Linked DNA regions of Pan troglodytes: region 2 is linked to region 1. The links are chromatin contacts, called in public HiChIP or PLAC-seq maps. All regions are on one chromosome and are shown on one strand. The core of a region is the stretch at or near the end of the contact, and the rest is flanking DNA. Distances in the headings are between cores, read along the strand shown.

Region 1 (7,125 bases), core at 121-2,620:
GGAAGCTGAGGCGTGAGAATAGCTAGAACCAAGGAGGAGGAGGCTGCAGTAAGCCGAGATCAAGCCGCTGCGCTCCAGCCTGGGCGACAGCGAGACTTCGTCTCAAAAACAAAACAAACAAACAAAAAATATATACCAGATAAATGTGGTAAGCTTTAAAACTTCCCCCACGTCTGGGCCGGGCGCGGTGTCTCACACCTGTAATCCCAACACTTTGGGAGGCCAAGGCAGGTGGATCAAGGTCAGGAGATCGAGACCATCCTGGCTAACACCGTGAAACCCCGTCTCTACTAAAAATACAAAAAATTAGCTGGGCGCGGTGGCGGGCGCCTGTAGTTCCAGCTACTCGGGAGGCTGAGGCAGGAGAATGGCGTGAACCCGGAAAGCGGAGCTTGCAGTGAGCAGAGATCGCGCCACTGCACTCCAGCCTGGGCGACAAAGCGAGACACCGTCTCAAAAAAAGAAAAATTAGCCGGGCGTGGTGGCACGCGCCCGTAATCCCAGCTAGTCTACTCGGGAGGCTGAGGTAAGAGAATCGGTGGAACCCGGGAGGCAGAGATGCAGTGAGCCGAGATCGCGCCACTGCTCTCCAGTCTGGGCGACAGACTGTGACTCCATCACAAAAACAAAACAAAACAAAAAAAATTTCCCCCACGTCTGTTTACCATTATTACAAAAAGCTTGTATGATTGCTCACTGCATCTTCTCCATCCTCCAAGGAAACATCATCGCATTTAAACTCTGTCCTCCATTACGCAAACGAGAAAATAGAGGTTCAGAGGAGGAGACAAGTTGCCCAACTACCAAAATACAAATTCAAACCAGAGTCTTGGCTCTAAAGACTGTTTCCGTTATTTACGCTTTTAACACGCTCCATCTTTCTATCTTCCCATCGGTGTACCATTTACTCTACCCAGAGGGAGACATCCATCCCTCCCGCTGCTTGTCACACCTCCCCCGTCTCAGAGTCCCCAGAAGTTAAAAGCAATCTCCACGAGCCCTATTTTGAGATAGAATACGTTCCCACACTGTGGATGGAAGCGAGAGATAACTGCAGGAAGCCGTTTTGGCGCCTCAACCATCCCTCGGTACCTCCTCCTGGTCCCCAGCCTCTCGGGCCTAGACTGCCCGTGACCCCCGCCAAAGTCTAGGGTCCCCCTTCCATATGGCCGCTCTCCGCCTCCCCGGGCCCGGGGAAGTCTCCAGGCTGTTTTTTTACCCTGCAGCGAGAAGGATGGTGTGGATATCCAACGGATGCTACCTCCCTTCAAAACTTAAGCCACCACCAACTCCAACATACTGGCGTCCGCCATTAGACCTCAAGACAGGGACATTCTGGTGGCGCGCGGCGGAAAAAGGCACCCAATCCGCGCCTGAAGAATATATATAATTTTTAAAAAATGCTTCCGTCTTGCTTCCACACGGCATTACAAATTATTTAAACATGCTTTATTGCTTTGCTTTTTCCAGGAGAATAGAAAATTAATACGTTTTTAGAAGTAGACTTAAAAAAAAACCATTAGAGTTCATTGGGCACTTCTGTAGGCAGCCCCAAATAGGCGCCAACGAAGAGGGGGCCTCGCGGGACCGGAAGTGCCGAATGGGGACCAAGATGGCGGACCTTGATTCGCCTCCGAAGCTGTCAGGGGTGCAGCCGCCGTCTGAGGGGGTGGGAGGTGGCCGCTGCTCCGAAATCTCCGCTGAGCTCATTCGCTCCCTGACAGAGCTGCAGGAGCTGGAGGCTGTATACGAACGGCTCTGCGGCGAGGAGGTGCGGGGTCGAGCCTCCTCTTTTTCATGGAGGATCTAGGGAGAGTGGGAGCCTTCAGTCGGGAAATCCGGGCTGTGGGAAACTCTCCTTGCTGGGGGATACAAAAAAGCGGGGAAACAAAGAAGCGGAAGCTAGTCGGGTATATGAGTAGTCCTGTCAACTCTTTTCACGCTGTCGGACGCGCCGAGCTTGTCTTCCCTGATACCTGGGCGATCTGCAGCCTCTCCTCCCTAGACCCCCGTTGATTTCCCTGATCCATGATCACCAGTTTCTCCACGGGAGTAAAGTTAGTCTGAGAGTATTTGCCAAAGTGCTTGGTTCTCAAAATAATAAGCGCCCTTTTGCATTGGCTTAATTTACAAATTATGAAACGCTCTCATCCTGTTATTTAAGAGGGAAGCCTTTGCAGATTAACTTCTTGAAGCGTTTTAAGACTTCCTCTTGTGGGGAGTGATTTGGGGGTGTGATTTTAGCGTTTTGGTCAAATGCACATCTTTGTAGAGGTTTGAGCTTTTAAGACTCAGACACAATTCTCTAACCTTGGACAAGTCACTTCATCTCTGGTACCCTTGATATTTTATCAAATGAGAGGTGTGGACTATTCTCCAATTCCTTTCAGTTCATAACGTTCTATCTCCTGCCTCCTTTAATTTTCAGTGGCAACTCGATGCTGTCAATTCACTTTCGAATGTCAGTTGGGTTCCTTGCTAGTCAAAAGAGATCTAAGCTCTAAGCTTGTCAGCTGTTTCCCAGACCAAACTTCTAGCAAAGTTGAGCACAAAAGGCAGTTTCAGCCTGAGGGAGAGGTGATCGTTGATATCTTTGAGTATTTTCAAGTATAAACTTGCACTAACTCTAGCAGTTTCTGATACGTTTTTCAGCAAGATATGTGTGGTGTTTTTTGTTTTGTTTTGTTATTTTTAGAAACAGGGCCGCTCTCTGTTGCGCAGGCTGGAGTGCTGTTGTGCTGCAATCAGAATCGATGAAACCAGAGGCGCACACCACCGTGCCTGGCTAGTTTAGTGTGGGGGGCTTTTTTTGTCTGGCCTCAGCAAGATGTGTTTTAAAATTTAGTATCTTGCGGGGCGCGGTGGCTCACGCCTGCCATCCCAGCACTTTGGGAGGCCAAGACGGGAGGATCACCTGAGTCAGGAGTTCGAGACCAGCATGACCAAAATGGTGAAAACCATCACTACTAAAAATACAAAATTAGCCGGGCGTGGTGACGCATGCCTGTAATCCCAGCTACTCGGGAGACTGAGGCAGGAGAATTGCTTGAACCCAGGAGGCGGAGGTTGCAGTGAACCAAGATAGCGCCATTACACTCTAGCCTGGGCAACAAGAGCAAAATTGTGTCTCTTAAAAAAAAAAAAAAAAGCCGGGCGCGGTGGCTCACTCCTGTAACCCCAGCACTTTGGGAGGCTGAGGCGGATGGATCACGAGGTCAGGAAATCGAGATCATCCTGGCTAACACAGTGAAACCCCGTCTCTACTAAAAATACAAAAAATTAGCCGGGCGTGGTGGCGGGCGCCTGTAGTCCCAGCTACTCGGGAGGCTGAGGCAGGAGAATGGCGTGAACCAGGGAGAAGGAGCTTGCAGTGAGCCGAGATCGCACCACTGCACTCCAGCCTGGGCGACAGAGTGAGACTCTGTCCCAAAAAAAAAAAAAAAAAAAAAAAAAATTTAGTATCTTAACATTCCTAAGCTCGCATTCATTCAGTCATTTAATATGTTGGGTGGAAAATTATGGAAATCTTACAGACAAAATGATATAAGTACTGTATTTGTATTCCATGACTGTCAAGAGGACGTTTTCCTCTGGAACCTACAGAACGATTTTAATAAAAATGTATATGGCCGGGCTTGGTGGCTCGTGCCTGTAATACCAGCAGTTTGGGAGGCCGAGGCGGGTGGATCACCCGAGGTCAGGAGTTCGAGACCAACCTGGCCAACGTGGCGAAACCATGTTAGTCTCTACTAAAAATGCAAAAGTTAGCCGGGTGTGATGGTGGGCGTCTATAATCCCAGCTAATTGGGAGGCAGAGGCATGAAAATCGCTTGAACCCCAGGGCAGGGAGGTTGCAGTGAGCCAAGATCAGGCCACTTCACTCCAGCCTGGGTGAAAGAGCGAAACTCGTCTCAAAAGAAAAAAAAGTATAGCTGCCTGGGCACAAGTGGCTCATGCCTCTAATCGCAGTTCTTTGGGAGGCTGAGATGGGCAGATAGCTTGAGCTATAGTTGGAGACCAGCCTGGGCAATAGCAGATAGTTGGGGACCAGCCTGGGCAATATAGTGAGACCTCGTGGCTACAAAAAAATTAAACAGTGGACCAGGGTTGTGCACACCTATAGTCACAGATATTTGGGGGGCTGAGGTAGGAAGAGCACTTGAGCCCCCGCAAAAAATAAAAATGTATGGTTAATTTTAATGGCTGTTGTTGAACTATATGCCACATACCATGTTAAGCACTTTGTGTGGTTTCCTGTTTGACTCATTCAACAGCCCAGTGAGATTGGTATTGCTATCCTAGTTTTACAGATGAAAAAACTGAAGCATAAAAATGTTACATAAATTGAGGTTGCACAATAAATGGCTTGAATGAGAGATAATTATATTTATAACCCCTGGCTACTGACTATGCACCAAGAAGAAAAATTTTGGTAACTGTCACTGGAAATTTCATTTCAGCAAGATGTGTGTGGTGTTTTTTGTTTAGGCATTGTATTTTTCTTTTTTTTTTTTTTTGAGACAGCGTTTCACTCTTGTTACCCAGGTTGGAGTGAAATGGCACGATCTCGGCTCACTGCAACCTCCACCTCCCGGGTTCAAGTGATTCTCCTACCTCAGCCTCCTGTGTAGCTGGGATTACCACACCCAGCTAATTTTGTTTTTTGTTTTTTGTTTTTGAGACGGAGTCTCACTTTGTTGCCCAAGCTGGAGTGCAGTGGCATGATCTCGGCTCACTGCAAGCTCCGCCCCCCCCGGGTTCATGTCATTCTCCTGCCTCAGCCTCCTGAGCAGCTTGGACTACAGGCGTCCGCCACCACACCCGGCTAATTTTTTGTATTTTTAGTAGAGACAGGGTTTCACCGTGTTATCCAGGATGGTTTCGATCTCCTGACCTCGTGATCCGCCTGCCTTGGCCTTCCAAAGTGCTGGGATTACTGACGTAAGCCGCCGCGCCCAGCCTAATTTTGTATTTTTAGTAGAGATGGGGTTTCACCATGTGGCCAGGCTGGTCATGAACTCCTGACCTCAGGTGATCCACCCACCTGGGCCTCCCAAAGAGCTGGGATTACTTTGGGATCCAGTGCTGGCCAGGCATTGTATTTTAAATGCCTTCCTGTATTAGGCACTATGCTAATGATACTGACTAAAAGTTTATTTCTTCCTATTATGGTGCTCATCTGCCAGGTGGAATAAGATATATGTAAGATAACAATCATGCAACATAAGTGCAAAATGAAGCATTGTTAAAGTCTAAGGAGAACATAGTGGAAGGAAAAAAGGACTTGGAAATGAGATTCACCCTTCAGCTAAGTGATTGGATTAGATAACTCTTAAGGTTCCTTCTGATCATTCTGCTGACAGGATGTTTCTCTGTGTTTCAGAAAGTGGTGGAGAGAGAGCTGGATGCTCTTTTGGAACAGCAAAACACCATTGAAAGTAAGATGGTCACTCTCCACCGAATGGGGTGAGTCTGTGCATCTCAGCAAAAGCTAATGTAAATTCCAACAGGGTCAATTGGACAAGTGACCATTTTTTAAACTTTCTGTTATAAACACCAGTTCAGCTTGAAATGTAAAGGGTATTATCTCAAGATAAAGTGAACACCTAAGGGTATTAGTTTGATGGTTTTCAAAGAGTCCTTGGACCAGTTGTACCAGCATCACACCTTGTTAGAAATGCAAATCCTAGGGCCCCACTCCAAACTTACAAAATCAGAAAGTCTAGGGGTGGGGTCCAGGAAGATGTGTTTTGACAAGCCTACCAAGTGATTCTAATGCACAGCTCAAGTTTGAGAACCACCTTTTTTTTTTTTTTTGAGATGGAGCTTCGTTTTTGTCCCCCAGGCTGGAGTGCAGTGGCATGATCTCGGCTCACTGCAACCTCTGCCTCCCAGGTTCAAGCGATTCTCCTGCCTCAGCCTCTCGAGTAGCTGGGATTCCAGGCATGTGCCACCACGCCCAGCTAATTTTTGTATTTTTAGTAGAGACAGGGTTTCACCATGTTGGCCAGGCTGGTCTCAAACTCCTGACCTCAAGTGATCTGCCCGCCTGGCCTCCCGAAGTGTTAGTATTACAGGAGTAAGCCACCATGCCCGGCCGAGAACCACCATTTTTACAGACTGGGTATATTTGTTAGTCATAAAAATTGTTCCCTGGCTGCGTGTAGTGGCTCATACTTGTAATTCCAGCACGGTGGGAGGCCTCATCTAGAGGATCACTTTTGACCCTGTCTCAAAAACAAAAAGTAAAAATAAATAAATAAATAAATTAGTTGGGCATGGTGGTGTGCGCCTGTAGTCTCAGCTACTCAGGAGGCTAAGACAGGAGGATCATTTGAGCCCAGAAGTTGGAAACTGCAGTGAGCTATGATCGTGCCACTGCATTCTAGCCTGAGTGGCAGAGTGAGAACCTGTCTCAAACAAAAACAAAAATTGTTCCTTGATCTCACCATCCTCTCACATGGTACTGGTTAGTGCATCTTATGCTCACTTAGCAATTGAGAGAATTTGTTCTCTAGTTCTTTGGCTGTACCTATTTAGGTGTGTCTTTATTGGTTTTAGAAGTTAATTTTGGCCAGGTGCAGTAGCTCACGCCTATAATCCCAGCACTTTGGGAGGCTGAATCACAAGGTCAGGAGTTCAAGACCATCTCCTGGCCAACATGGTGAAACCCCGTCTCTACTACAAATACAACAAGTATCTGGGCTTGGTGGCACGCACCTGTAGTCCCAGCTACTCAGGAGGCTGAGGCAGGAGAATCGCTTGAACCCGGGAGGCGGAGGTTGCAGTGAGCTGAGATTGCGCCACTGCACTCCAGCCTGGCGACAAAGCAAGACTCCGTCTCAAAAAAAAAAAAAAAAGAGTTAATTTTTCATCAGGTATAGGTCTGAGTTTACAGTCAAACGTTCTTGAGAAAAAGCTGAGTATAGAGCAAACTGAGCTAAGAGTTATAGGTAGGTATGAAAGAAGTAGAAGACATAGTGTCCATATGCAAAAAAAAGTTTCTATCTCTTCTCTGCCCTATGGTTATGTGTATGCTAACAATGTATTTCTCCAGTCCTAATCTGCAGCTGATTGAGGGAGATGCAAAGCAGCTGGCTGGAATGATCACCTTTACCTGCAACC
Region 2 (6,992 bases), core at 992-3,491, 270 kb after region 1:
TTGGGAGCCCAGCTTTCTGCTGCTCCTTTCTCTCTAGCCCTGCTTGTTTCACCTGCCACAGCTGCTCCTAAAGGGACTGGTCTCACAGCTTTCCTTGCTTTCCTTTCCAGGACACTAGTCAGGGAGGACTTGGGTTCGGGTGGGGTGGGCTGGACCCTGACATCCCAGCAAGTTGTGGCCCAGATTGAGATGGTCGTCTATTGGTTCCAGGCCCTGGCCACTGCAGTCATCCCCCAGTGGCAGAAGGATGAATTGCGGGAGACTCTCAAATCCCTCAAGAAGGTCATGGATGACTTGGACCGAGCCAGCAAAGCCGATGTCCAGAAACGAGTGAGTCCTGGCAGCACCAGTGGCCAGAGTGTTTTCTAGGCATAGGCCGGCAGGGTACGGCCAGGGGTTCGGGGCCTGGGCTTTTGGTCTGAGCTGCTCTTCTGGACTTTTTTCTTCCAGGTGTTAGAGAAGACGAAGCAGTTCATCGACAGCAACCCCAACCAGCCCCTTGTCATCCTGGAGATGGAGAGCGGCGCCTCAGCCAAGGCAACCCAGGGGCCAGGGTCCCCTCCCCTAGGGCTCATCAGCCCTCTGGTGGCTGACATGTGGCCTCTGTGGCTCTGAGCGAAGTGGTTGCCTAAGGGCCCACGGTCTGGGATTGAGATTGGGAGGAGCAGCAGCTCCCTGCATGTGGGAGGCATACCTGGGCCAGGGTAGGGGCAGGGCCCGGCGCTGGGGTCCTCCCCACAGGCCCTGGGCACAGCACCTGCTCTGGGAAGGGGTAGGGTTGGGTGGCAGGCCTTCTGAGGGCTGCAAATGCTCACACTAGTGAGGGTCCCTGCTCCAGCACCGTGGCCTGAGCCAGGTCCTCCCCACAGGCCCTGAATGAAGCCTTGAAGCTCTTCAAGATGCACTCCCCTCAGACTTCTGCCATGCTCTTCACGGTGGACAATGAGGCTGGCAAGATCACGTGCCTGTGTCAAGTCCCCCAGGTCAGCACCACCTCGCACCAGTGGGAAGTGTTAGGTCTTAAGGTTGTTGGCTGAGGCCTGTGTGTGTACAGCCTGCATTCGAAACAGCCTTTCTGCCCACTGGTTGGTTACCTTTGCCAGTACCCCTTACCCAGGCCGCCTCATTGGTGAAGACATCTGGTTGATACCTGGCTTTGCCACTCTGTCCTGTCCTGGCAGTGGCCATGGCCGCCCCCTGTACCAGCCGTAAAGTCTGTCTCGGCCTCCAGCAGTATCACCCAGGGCAAGGAGTGGGTGATGGCTCCTCCATCCTTTCTTTCTCTGCATTCCTCCCTCAATCCCATCTTCTGTGCTGACTCCCCCTTCCCTTCCTGTCTTCTAGAATGCAGCCAATCGGGGCTTAAAAGCCAGCGAGTGGGTGCAGCAGGTGTCAGGCCTGATGGACGGTAAAGGTGGTGGCAAGGATGTGTCTGCACAGGCCACAGGCAAGAACGTTGGCTGCCTGCAGGAGGCGCTGCAGCTGGCCACTTCCTTCGCCCAGCTGCGCCTCGGGGATGTAAAGAACTGAGTGGGGAAGGAGGAGGCTCCCACTGGATCCATCCGTCCAGCCAAGAGCTCTTCATCTGCTACAAGAACATTTGAATCTTGGGACCTTTAAAGAGCCCCTCCTAACCCAGCAGTAACTGGAACACACTTGAGAGCAGTCCTATGTCTCAGTGCCCCTTAAATTTCTGCCCTGAGCCCTCCACGTCAGTGCCATCGGTCTAGAACCACTAACCCCGCATTGCTGTTGATCGTCACGCTTGCATCTATAGATAACGGCTCTCCAGACCTGAGCTTTCCGCGTCAGCAAGTAGGAATCGTTTTTGCTGCAGAGAATAAAAGGACCACGTGCAATACTTAGTGCCGCATTATCTCTATCCCTCTTCCCAATAGGGGCTGGGTCTTTTGACAGCCTTTGGCGTCTGTAGAATAAATGCTGTGGCTCCTGCTGGCTGCTGTGGTGTTCACCTAGTCCAGCCCCAGAACCCAAAATTTTGGGAACAGCCCCTAGGGTTGCCTCAAACGTCTGTGGAGGTGGAGGCCAAATAGGTGGGGTGACATGGAGCAAGGCGTTCATAATTCAGTAGATGAGGGGTGGAGGTAGTGGAAGCAGAGAAGCCTTTCTTGGAGCTGCTCTCCCCCTTCCCTTCCAGCAAGATGGATGGATCCGGCTACCCTGCACAACTGGGACCGGGCCGTTCTCCCTCCGGGCCTCCAGGGGCGCTGTAGTGCCTCCCGCCGCTCTCCCGACAGCCCATGCGCAGCCGCGCGTCTTTAAGCAACGGAAGAACCAGTGGATGCGGCAGGGCGTTGGGCGGAAGGGGTTCGCACGCCAAGAACCGCCATGCCTGGGGATCACCGCCGCATCCGCGGCCCTGAAGAATCGCAGCCGCCGCAGCTGTACGCGGCCGACGAAGAGGAGGCGCCCGGCACCCGCGACCCAACGCGGCTACGGCCCGTGTACGCGCGCGCCGGGCTGCTGAGCCAGGCCAAGGGCTCGGCCTACTTGGAGGCGGGAGGCACCAAGGTGCTGTGTGCCGTGTCGGGCCCGCGACAGGCCGAGGGCGGCGAGCGCGGCAGCGGCCCGGCCGGAGCAGGCGGCGAGGCCCCGGCCGCGCTGCGCGGTCGCCTGCTCTGCGACTTCCGCCGCGCACCCTTCGCGGGCCGCCGGCGCCGCGCTCCCCCGGGCGGCTGCGAGGAGCGTGAGCTGGCGCTGGCGCTGCAGGAGGCGCTGGAGCCGGCTGTGCGCCTGGGCCGCTACCCGCGCGCGCAGCTCGAGGTGTCGGCGCTGCTGCTGGAGGACGGTGGCTCGGCCCTGGCCGCCGCGCTCACCGCCGCCGCTCTCGCCCTGGCCGACGCGGGCGTGGAGATGTACGACCTGGTGGTGGGCTGCGGCCTCAGCCTCGCGCCGGGGCCCGCGCCCACCTGGCTCCTGGACCCCACGCGGCTCGAGGAAGAGCGCGCCGCCGCCGGCCTCACCGTGGCGCTCATGCCTGTGCTGAATCAGGTGGCCGGGCTGCTGGGCAGCGGCGAGGGCGGCCTGACCGAGAGCTGGGCGGAGGCCGTACGCCTGGGCCTCGAGGGCTGCCAGCGCCTCTACCCCGTGCTGCAGCAGAGCCTGGTGCGGGCCGCCCGCCGCAGGGGCGCCGCCGCCCAGCCCTGAACCAGAAGCCTGAGCAACTACGGACGCAAGCCGAGGACCGTGCTGCCGCCGTCCACGAAAAGATCCGCGCCATCGGCCTCCAGTCTGCGTCGAGAATTCCTGGAAGGGCCCTGATATGACTGTGGTTGGACTGACCTGACTGCCAGATGGTGGGACTTGGTCTGGAGCAGAGACTACTTGGAATGATAAAGGCAAAACTCAACAGCCCCTGGAGCTGCGCTTGTGGTGGAGCTGGACCCTGATTTTAGCTGGACCTTTTTTTTAGAGACAGGGTTTCTTTCTGCAGTCTCAAACTCCTAGCCTTGATTGATCCTCCTGCCTTGGCCTCCCAAAGTGCTGGGACTACAGGTGCATGCAACCACACCTGGCTAATTTTCTTTTCTTCTTTCTTTCTTCTTTTTTTTTTTGATGGAGTCTTGTTCTGTTGCCCAGGCTGGAGTGCAATGGTGCGATCTTGGCTCACTGCAACCTCTGCCTCCTGGGTTCAATCCATTCTGCTGCCTCAGCCTCCCAAGTAGCTGGGATTACAGGCACATGCCTCCATACCGGGCTAATTTTTGTATTTTTAGTAGAGATGGGGTTTCGCCATGTTGGCCAGGCTGTTCTCGAATGCCTGACCTCAGGTGATCCACCCGCCTTGGCCTCCCAAAGTGCTGGAATTACAGGTGTGAGCCACTGTGCCCAGCTGAGTAAATTTCTTGATTGCACAGAATGTACGGTGATATTGGCGGACTTAAGGACATTGAATTGTTTATCAGGAATAAAGTATTATGTGTGTTTTCTGCGGCCCTGGATAATGCTGTAGCGTTCAGGGTCGATTGAGTAAAAAACATTTAGAGATGGTTTCCTATTTATTTGTTTTTGCTTCCAGTTTTCATTCATTTGCTATTTATTCTCTTCTGGCGTTGCTTGTGTATGCATATATATGAAACCATTATTATTATTTTTAGTTTCTAGTGGAAGACTTTTATTTGGTTCTGTGAATAGTCATTTTGTTTCCTAAGAACTTCCAGCAAGTTGTATTCATTCCATTCATCTAGAATTCCTAGGCTGCCTTTGTCGGGCCTGCAGGTATTAATGGAGCATACCAGCTTTTTATTTTTTTATATTTATTTTTTGAGACAGAGTCTCACTCTGTTGCCCAGGCTGGAGTGCAATGGCGCGATCTCAACTCACTGCAACCTCCACCTCAGAGGTTCAAGTGATTCTCCTGCCTCAGCCTCTGGAATAGCTGGGACTACAGGCACCTGCCACCACACCCAGCTAACTTTTTGTATTTTTAGAGAAGATGGGGTTTCATCATGTTGGCCAAGCTGGTCTCAAACTCCTGATCTCAGTGATCCGTCTGCCTCAGCCTCCCAAAGTTATAAGATTTTTTTCCTCTTTGGTTTTTAGTAAATGTTTTTTTTGAGATTGCTTAGGACCAGAATGATTTGCAAATTTGAAAATAGGAACTCCACTAGGAATGCCGGATAGAAGAGTGCTTCACGTTTGTAGAGGGAGACAAGAACTAAATATCACGACTTCTTTCTGAGCCTTTTGGTTTGCTAACGTGCCCCAAATTCTTATTCCAAACGGTATAAGATAATTATGTGTAAATGAATACCAGCTCTACTTAGTTTTATTTCATATTTGTGTATCTGAGTATATTAAAATATCTTTTTTTTTTTTTTTGATGCGGAGTCTTGCTCTGTTGTCCAGCCTGGAGTGCAGTGGCATGATCTCGGCTCACTGCAACCTCTGCCTCCCAGGTTCAAGCGATTCTCCTGCCTCAGCCTCGTAAGTAGCTGGTATTACAGGAGTGTGCCATTAGCCTGGCTAATTTTTGTATTTTTAGTAGAGATGGAGTTTCATTGTGTTGGCCATGCTGGTCTTGAACTCCTGACCTCAAGTGATCCTCCTGCCTCGGCCTCCCAAAGTACTGTGATTACTATCATGAGCCACCACACCTGGCCTAAAAGATCATTGATTTAGTTTTGAGTAAGATTTTAAGTGATTAAATTATGGTATTGTTGTGTTTGGAATATCTGATATTAGGGTTTTTTTTTTTTTTTTAACAGTTTTTGATATGCTTTATTTTGGGTATGTAGTTTACAAAATATAAAGGAAATATAAGGAGTGTTCTTTTTTTTTAAAAATAAAAAATGTATTTTTAACTGGGCATGGTGGCTCACTCCTGTAACCCCAGCACTGTGGGAGGTTGAGGCTGGTGAATCGCCTGAGTCCAGGAGTTTGAGACCAGCCTGGGCAACATGGTGAAACCCTGTTTCTATCAAAAAAAAAAAAAAAAAAAAAAAAAGGAAAAAAAAAAAGGCATGGTGGTATGCACCTGTAGTCCCAGCTACTTGAAGGCTGAGGCAGGAGGATCGCTTGTGCCTGGGAGGTTGAAGCTACGGTGAGCTATGGTCAAGCTACTGCACTCCATTATAGGCAACCCTATCTCAAAAAAGCAAAGCAAAACAAAACATTTTTCCCCTTCATTATAGAGGTTTGAGAAAAATTTGAGGGAAGATTCAGAAAATTACCTGTAACTGAACAGAATGCCACCAGCTTGGGCTTATTCTGCATGCATAATTATGAACATTTTCCCAGCTCTTGTGAAAATTCTCACATTCATAGAAAGATAGATGCACCAGTAAAATAAATACCTGTAAATACGATAATAATTTCATAATATATGCTTCACCTAGATTTACCAGTTACTAATATTTTGCCACAGTTTTATTTTCTCACACTTTTGTTGAGCATCTGAAAACCATACACATGATGACAGTTCAACCCATGTTTTAGTTTGCATCTCCCAAGAATAAGGTTTTTCTTCTGTATAACAAGAATATTGTAATCATACCTAAGAAAATGAATTTTATTACATATGTGTTCTATATTCAAATTTCTGTAATTACCCCTAAGATGTCTTTTAAATGATTTTTAGCATTGATAGTCTGTGCCTGTGTAGATTATAACATTGGCTATTGCAAAATAATGGTTTTCTTTTTCTCTTTTTTTTTGAGACGAAATCTTGCTCTATTGTCCAAGCTGGAGGGCAGTGGCACAATCTCGGCTCACTGCAACCTCCGCCTCCCAGGTTCAAGCAGTTCTCTTGCTTCACCCTTCTGAGTAGCTGGGATTACAGGCAGGTGCCACTGTGCTCTGCTAATTTTTATATTTTTAGTAGAGACGGAGTTTCATCGTGCTGGCCAGGCTGGTCTTGAACTCCTGACCTCAAGTGGTCCACCTGCCTCGTCCTCCCAAAGTGCTGGGATTACAGGTGTGAGCCACTGCACCCAGCCTAAAATGATGGTTTTCTGATTCTAGCATTTCTTTTATAAGATTGCTATGTAAAGCACAGCTTTTCTTTTTTTAGGGAAAAATGTCTTTTAACAGCTGCAAAATAAATATTCTTTCAATGGAATGACAAATAATTATTATTTTTGCCATATATTTGTTTTAAAAATTTATGTATAATGGTAACCTGAGCCTGCATGTTATTCATGTGTGGTGCCATACTGATCTTCTTTAATTTTAATATGAAGCAAGTACTAATATACTAAAGCATAAATTATATAAAATTTGCTTTATATTTTGGATTGCAAAGTAATTGTTGTACTTTATAGAAAAGTTTCCCAAATCCATTTTACTTTTTTGTATTTGAAATTTAATCACAGGTGGAATCTTAAAGAGAACATTTAGGGATATTGTAAACAGATGTTATTAAGGACTAATGTTAACTGATGCCAAAGGACTACTATTAACAAACATTGAAGAAGAGAAAACAGTATTTGTTTTTAGCTTAACATCTTAGTGGAGCGAAATATTTTCAATAT

The links. HiChIP or PLAC-seq counts read pairs in DNA pulled down with a chosen protein or histone mark.
Region 2: an H3K4me3 HiChIP or PLAC-seq map of stem cell-derived excitatory neurons shows a contact between it and region 1, with 2.1 times the contacts expected there. The contact joins the promoter of LOC134806955 here to the promoter of SF3B3 in region 1. A contact is called at or near these places in 1 of 7 Hi-C or Micro-C datasets (induced pluripotent stem cells) and 1 of 1 datasets of contacts at active chromatin or transcription factors (stem cell-derived excitatory neurons).

Annotation. Positions count from the first base shown.
Region 1 is chr18:72,157,703-72,164,827 of NHGRI_mPanTro3-v2.0_pri, forward strand. SF3B3 (splicing factor 3b subunit 3) reads right to left here and starts at 1,371. Exons shown (of 26, transcript XM_511081.7): 1 at 1,220-1,371. It overlaps COG4 (component of oligomeric golgi complex 4), which reads left to right and starts at 1,568. Exons shown (of 19, transcript XM_016930110.2): 1 at 1,568-1,771; 2 at 5,384-5,466; 3 at 7,058-7,125. The coding sequence starts at 1,601.
Region 2 is chr18:72,430,073-72,437,064 of NHGRI_mPanTro3-v2.0_pri, forward strand. LOC134806955 (exosome component 6) reads left to right here and starts at 2,242. Exons shown (of 1, transcript XM_054669573.2): 1 at 2,242-4,022. The coding sequence starts at 2,350. The coding sequence ends at 3,168. AARS1 (alanyl-tRNA synthetase 1) reads left to right here. Exons shown (of 21, transcript XM_016930106.4): 18 at 211-330; 19 at 451-537; 20 at 870-983; 21 at 1,345-1,861. The coding sequence ends at 1,530.